2 separate regions of the Gossypium hirsutum genome follow, and region 2 is linked to region 1. The links are chromatin contacts, called in public Hi-C maps. All regions are on one chromosome and are shown on one strand. Each heading gives the region's core, a stretch centred on a gene start, on an enhancer-like site or on the middle of the called end of the contact. The rest is flanking DNA. Distances are from core to core; before and after follow the strand shown.

What was found. Hi-C and Micro-C count contacts between places; a contact is called where the count stands out from the background.
Region 2: a Hi-C map of leaf shows a contact between it and region 1, with 3 times the contacts expected there. The contact joins the promoter of LOC107941920 here to the promoter of LOC121202798 in region 1. A contact is called at or near these places in 4 of 34 Hi-C or Micro-C datasets (hypocotyl and leaf).

What each region holds. Positions count from the first base shown.
Region 1 is chrA05:29,394,917-29,398,087 of Gossypium_hirsutum_v2.1, forward strand. LOC121202798 (probable WRKY transcription factor 7) reads right to left here and starts at 1,731. Exons shown (of 3, transcript XM_041112137.1): 1 at 795-1,731; 2 at 573-698; 3 at 1-295. The coding sequence starts at 1,570. The coding sequence ends at 133.
Region 2 is chrA05:29,600,714-29,603,884 of Gossypium_hirsutum_v2.1, forward strand. It overlaps LOC107941920 (transcription initiation factor TFIID subunit 4b), which reads right to left and starts at 1,713. Exons shown (of 14, transcript XM_016875546.2): 1 at 1,480-1,713; 2 at 1,259-1,364; 3 at 458-1,017; 4 at 240-335; 5 at 1-139. The coding sequence starts at 1,518. It also overlaps the pseudogene LOC107941917.

The sequences.
Region 1 (3,171 bases), core at 481-2,980:
CACTAATCTCCTATTCTATGCCCGTTTTCCCTCTTTTTAACTAACCAAAGTACAGAATAAGGAAGCCTATATTGTCTTTTTCAAGAGCTAACATACCAACTAATGAAAGCCCTTGGTTGAATTTGGAGACCATTAAGATGATTCCAGGATCAAAGCAGGTGAGACATCGGTGCTGTTATGGCTATGATTGTGGTCAGCTTCATATGTTACAATCAGCATCATCGGTTCATCTAGAGCTCGCTCTACATGTTTCCTGGCAGGGCAGCCTTTGACGCTGCTGCATCTGTAATACCCCCTGAAAATTGCCCCAAACAAACGTGTTAGGAAAAGTCGGGTTTGGTCCGAGTTAAGTGGACTCGCGCAAGCTTTACAGATGAATTTAACTCAGTAGACGATTCAATCTAAAATACATAATAAAGCCAATGACAATTGCTGTTGAAAACAAATTTCTTTAAATATGCAAACTTGAATTATTGTCCTTTTGAGGCGTTTAATCAAACAGGTAACGGGTGGATTGACTGGTAAAGAGACGCACATGAAAGGCAAAAACCAAGCTAATAATCTTTACGAACCTTGGATGAGGGGACCCCTTGATTGGTTTCTGCCCATATTTTCTCCATGAATATTCATCAGGAGGAATATCAGCCGTCTTGTTGCTAATAGCTGGAACTCTAATGACCTTCTTCAATTTTGATTTCCTAATAAAAGTTCAATCAAAAGGTTCAGACTTTCAGAATAAAATCAATTAAACGATCCAAATTGTATGAATGACCCAGAAAATCTAAGAAACCAACCTTTTCTTGGAGCAATGGCAACGGCGAGAGAATGAACCATATTTAAGAGCAGCACCATCCAATGAATTGCACTTCCTTTTCAAAGAGGAAAACAATGGAGGTTTGCCAGAAGAAGGGACGTGAGAAGGACTAGTAAATTGGAAACCGGATGGCTGAAAGCTATCAGTATTTCCTGTTGAGGAAGAAATAAATGAATTCCCAGCAGACAAAGTACGCGAAGATGAGAAATTTATGGTACTAGGCGATTCGTTTCTTTCCAAAACACCAATCTTTGCTATCAAAGGAGGACTTCTTTTACTCTGGGGGCGACTATGAGGCAAAGGAGGCAACCTATAACTTGGGGTCAAACAAAAAGGCTTAAAAGCAGACACTTGATCTTTGGTTACTTGAAAAGAAGAAGACGCTGTCTCTGGCTCTTGAATCTTCTTCGAAGCTTGTTCTGTATCTTGGTTTGGGTGAAGAACAGGGGCTCGTCTAAATCGAGCATGGCCGATTCTCGGTCGATCCAATAAAGAAATAACCTCTTTGAAAGAGTTAACAGTCTTATCTGTAACAGCTTGGATATCCATGGCTGACTCTGCTGAACCTGATGGAGCAGCAGTTTTAATAGAAACATCTGGATTGAAAAGCTCTTGATTTTTAGACATCAACGTTATCAATTCTTCAACACCCTGAATCCCAGAATTTGCAGCTTCTTTCAAAGCAGTTTCCGCCACTTTTCTTGCAAAACTACCACCACCATCACCGCCGTATACCATCTTCAATTCCACGGTCATCTTTGTTCATCAAACGAAAAAAGAAAACCCAAACCCACCAAAAGTCTGATAACCCGAAGAAGAATCAAACCAGTTTTATAGATTTACAGAAAACCAAGGTTTGATATATTTAGGATAGGAGAGGGAAAATGAATTGAAATAATAATGTCAAAATGATGAAAGTAATAAGAAGAAAAGCTCAAAAGAGAAGAGAGTCAAACTTAATGCCTTCCGTTACATATTACCGTCGAACTCATCACCCAATCATTTCATTCCACGTATTAAAATTGCTGTCGGCACCTTGACCAACTTGGGTCCCATCACAACGGGAATTTTAATTTTAAAAGTCAAAGGGCGATGAATGACCGTTGGATGAGATGACCAGGTGAAATTGGGAATTCTATTTTGGTTGGAGACAGTGAGGCAGTGGAGTTGACTTTTAACAGCTTTAATTAAAGAACTAACATAAAAAGTCGTTCGTGGGACCATTTTTACCGGAAACTGGAAGAAACGTCAAACTTTCGTCCCACAAAGTCATATGGGATTCTTTCAAAGTGGGGCCATTGCTGCCCTTCGATTTAGCATCATATAACTGTTTATAAAGATTGGTCTTTTTCTTTTCTCATCATCATTTGAGCTCAACTTTGACAAATGATTTTTTTTTTCTGGAATATATCTTTTGGAAAGTCCTAATCAAATTTAAATAAATATAACACGTTTAGCAATTAAATTAAGTCAATGTTGACAGGCACGTCCATTGGAAAAACCTTTCTTTTTCTAAAATTAAAATAAAATCATATCAATGGCTGAAAAAAAAGTTCATTTTGAATAAGGTATTCTCAAACTTTATTAAAAAAATTATTTTAGCTTTTTATTTAATTTTTCATCTCTTTTAATTCTTTAATTTGCGTTTTTATCAAATCATCTTAAAATAGATGAAAAAATTGAGATTCTTTAATTTTGTTGACGTGATATATATATGGATTGTCAAGTAAATGATATGTCAACATCTAATTAATTTTTTTAAAATATTAAAATATATTTTTTGTAATTCTTAGACTTTTTAAATAATTTTAATGATTTTTATTTTTTAAAAATAGTTTATATTTTTTTGAATTTTTAAATTTTAAAAAATTAATTAAATATTGACGTGTCAACCATATGGAAACCAACGTCAACAAAGTTAAAAAAAACCTTAACTTCTCCATTCATTTTGGGGTGTTTTGAAAAAAAAAAACAAGTTTAAGGACTAAAAAAGAAGAAAATTTTAATGAAGGGTTAAAATAATTTTTTTATAAACCAAATAAATCATTATGCTTTTGAATAATGATATGCTAAGATGTTCATGAGAACTTTTGTTCTTAAATTAAATAAAGTTTAATTTACACAATTAGTAAAAAGTATCATGGTTAACACAATTTTTGTTAACACCCCACATCTGACCCAGTCACTATATACAAATTTATAACGTCACATTACATTATCGAAGCAACTCAAGATAACTTTCTTCTTAATCACATTATTCAATGCACAAATATCGTTCAAATAGATTCAATCATCCATTTTAACCACAAACTTACATTTATAGTGTTTAATAATCTAATTCATCAAGTTATGAGTGT
Region 2 (3,171 bases), core at 463-2,962, 210 kb after region 1:
GAGAATTAGGACCCTTTTGGTGCAGCTGAGCTAATGAATGTGGGCCAGCGAACTGTGTGGCACTGCCAACAGAGGGCATCCGAGGAGTATTCTGCCGTAATCCTGCTGGGGACTGTAATGGGAATTGATTGGAACTCATCTGAAAGTATCAATATGAGCTTTAGCTCGTTTCCAAAATTAACATGCAATCAACTAAAGCATCAGTTTTCACTTTAATAACATGGGACATTTGTGTTCACCTGAACTTGTAACTTGTTAACCGCCAACCTCAGCATCTGATCTCCTACAATATCTCTCATGTGCCTAACAAATCCGTCTTTTGCAATTTCATTTTTCTATCAGATAAATCCAATAGAAAAATCAGAAATAAGGGCAAAAAATTTTCCATTCCTTCTATTTCATCCATTACTAAATAAACAGGAGAATCGTAGCATATTGGTTTATATTAAAAATCGACCTTTAGTTTACCATACAGAGTATGAAGCTGCATGGCTCTATCTTTATCAAGTTGAGGCAGTAAAGCAGGCAACAACACGGCAAATGGAACTTGTTTTCCTCGATTCATAGGACTATTTGGCTGCTCTGCTCCGCTGGCCTGATGATTACTCAGCTTCTGTAATTTCGCATATTGTGATTCACTGTCTTGATTATTGGTTCTCTCAGGTTCACGCGAGATGGGACTTTTTTCAGTAGTCTGGCTCTGAATCCCAGTAGTTTGAGGAACTGGGGCAGGAATTTGTTCGGTCACTCCTTGTGGATGGTCCTCTTGGGGTTGTTTTTGTTGTGGTGGTAGACGACTATGTTCTTTTGGAACATCATTTGGCTGTTGCACTTGTTGCTGACTTCCAGTGACAACAGCTCCGTGCTGCTTTTGCTCTGATTCAGACAAAGTCTGCTGCTGTTGCTGTGCACTTTGAAGGACTTGTTGATTTTGAAAGTTGGAGTTTCCGTCTTGCCCCGAGGCCGGCCATTGCGCAACCGATTGACTGGAAGCTGGATTGCTTCCTTGAGACAGAACTGCTGTATTTTTTAAAACGTAGACACGGATGAAATTCCGAGGAGAACCAATTCATAACCAACAATTAACACAAAAGTAAGCTAATTATACTCTCAATTAAGAAATTTTAACCCTTAATAAACAAAAATTACTAAATTCCACTCTAAAGGTACTATTTATAAAACCAAATCTAGTCTCTTAGTCTGGAAAATTAGAAGCCAAATAAAAACGAAAACCAAAAAAATAAGAAAAGGATGATACCGATATTTGAACCAGACTGCTGAGAATTCGACGCATCGCCTTCAATGTCTCGATTCAACGCCGCCTGGAAAGCCTCAACGTCAGCTCCAGAATGCATAGACTCGTCCTATTAACAGTTTTTTAAGACAGAAATTGGAAAATCAGATTAAATAACCTTCACTTATTACGAATTCTAGAAAAATAGCGGAGAGTAAAAAAAAAATTCCAGAACAAAGAAAAACCTCTTCTTCTTCAAGGAGCTTCACTATGGAAGGGTCCATCACAAGTTATACCTGCAACCGGCTGCCGTTCTGCCTCGCCGGCTGCTCAGCGGGAATCGTTCAGCTTACAGGATTATAATTAAGTACAGTATTTCAAAAAAAAAAAGGATACTGAGAAGAAAAAAATATTTGAGAACTTCACAAAAGGTGAAAGAGTAGTTGTATACAGTGAATCGAGAAACCAAGGAAAGCGTCTACCGACGTTGTTCCTTAGCTTATATAGACTATAGGAGGCCTATACTAAAGCCCATGGCCAGGCCCAAATAAAAATTGATGTCTGTTTACTTTGGACTTCGCCCGAAAAATAAAATTAAAATTTTTCCTAAGTGTGACCTAATTCATCTGTATTAATTTTTTATATAATTTTTAAATATATATAATACATCAAAAATATTAAAAATATGAAAATAAATATTTTTCAATAAATTAGAAATAAATTTTAAAAAATATGTAGACTTAAATAACCCTAAGACAAATGCAACTTAACAAACGAATACCTCTAAAATAATTAAAAAATAACAAATGCCTTTAAAATAATAACAGAATTAACAATAAAATAAGTTTTATACAATATCCAAACAATAACAACAAAATAGTAACAAATAATAGTAAAATAATAGCAAAATAGAGAGAAAATAATATTTAAAAAAATAGCAAATTTTTTTGTCCTTTAGTGAATTCAGACCAAGCCGGGTCTGGCCCGAGTCAAAATGTCTTACTCGAGGACCGGCCCGGCCCGGCCTGTTTTTTAAACGGGTCTTCTTTTTTTTATCTAAGCTCATTTTTCGGACTTATATTTTTACCTAAACCCTCTTACATTTCAAACGAGCTTTCGGGTCGGACCGAGTAACCCGACCCATGATCAAGTCTAATTGTAGGTTTAAACCACAGTAGGAAGTCATTGGGGGTTTAATAAATGAAATTCGAACTCAATTTATCCATATCCACTTCAGTAAGTCAAATTTAAGTATTCGAATGTTTAAATTATATAATTAGGTATGTACTCAATTGGATTCTGGTTATTAAGATCTTTCTTGGAAGAACCTTTACCACCAGCTTCCACGGAGAGGTCTCGAGCTTGATTTAGAATTTTCCCCTTCAGTCCTTGTATATGTGAGAACCTGTCTTTAGTTTTATTTCCTTCTAAAGCTGAACCATCAATGTAACCTTTAGTTTCAGCTACAAACTTCTCTAAGCTTCCCATCTCAAAAATAAGAGACAATACTTCACCAGCAGCGATCCGCATGGATCGGTCATCATTATCTAGCAAACTAGACAAATAGGTAACGGACCTGCATAATTTCCCCAAGGCAGTCAGTCTCTTGGCCATGGGAGTTACTTGTTAGCCAGGTTTGTGTTGGTATATTATTGTAGGACCATAATTCAAATCAACGAAGCTCATTGACTCGCATTTTTGAGGTTTAAATAATTTGTCTACGCTACATATGAACAAAGGGATTGTAAAGAAACTAAATTTCTGGATGAAAAGAATAAACAGCATATGAACTAGAGAGTTAACTCACTCTTGCCAAAGTTTGGGGCTAGGTCTCCAGCCATCCATGGTAGTCAAGAGAAACGACCAGGAAGACACAGCTGTTGTTATTATAGGTGCAGAAGGTTTGATAGCAATAACCTACAAGTCAAGCAAAACTA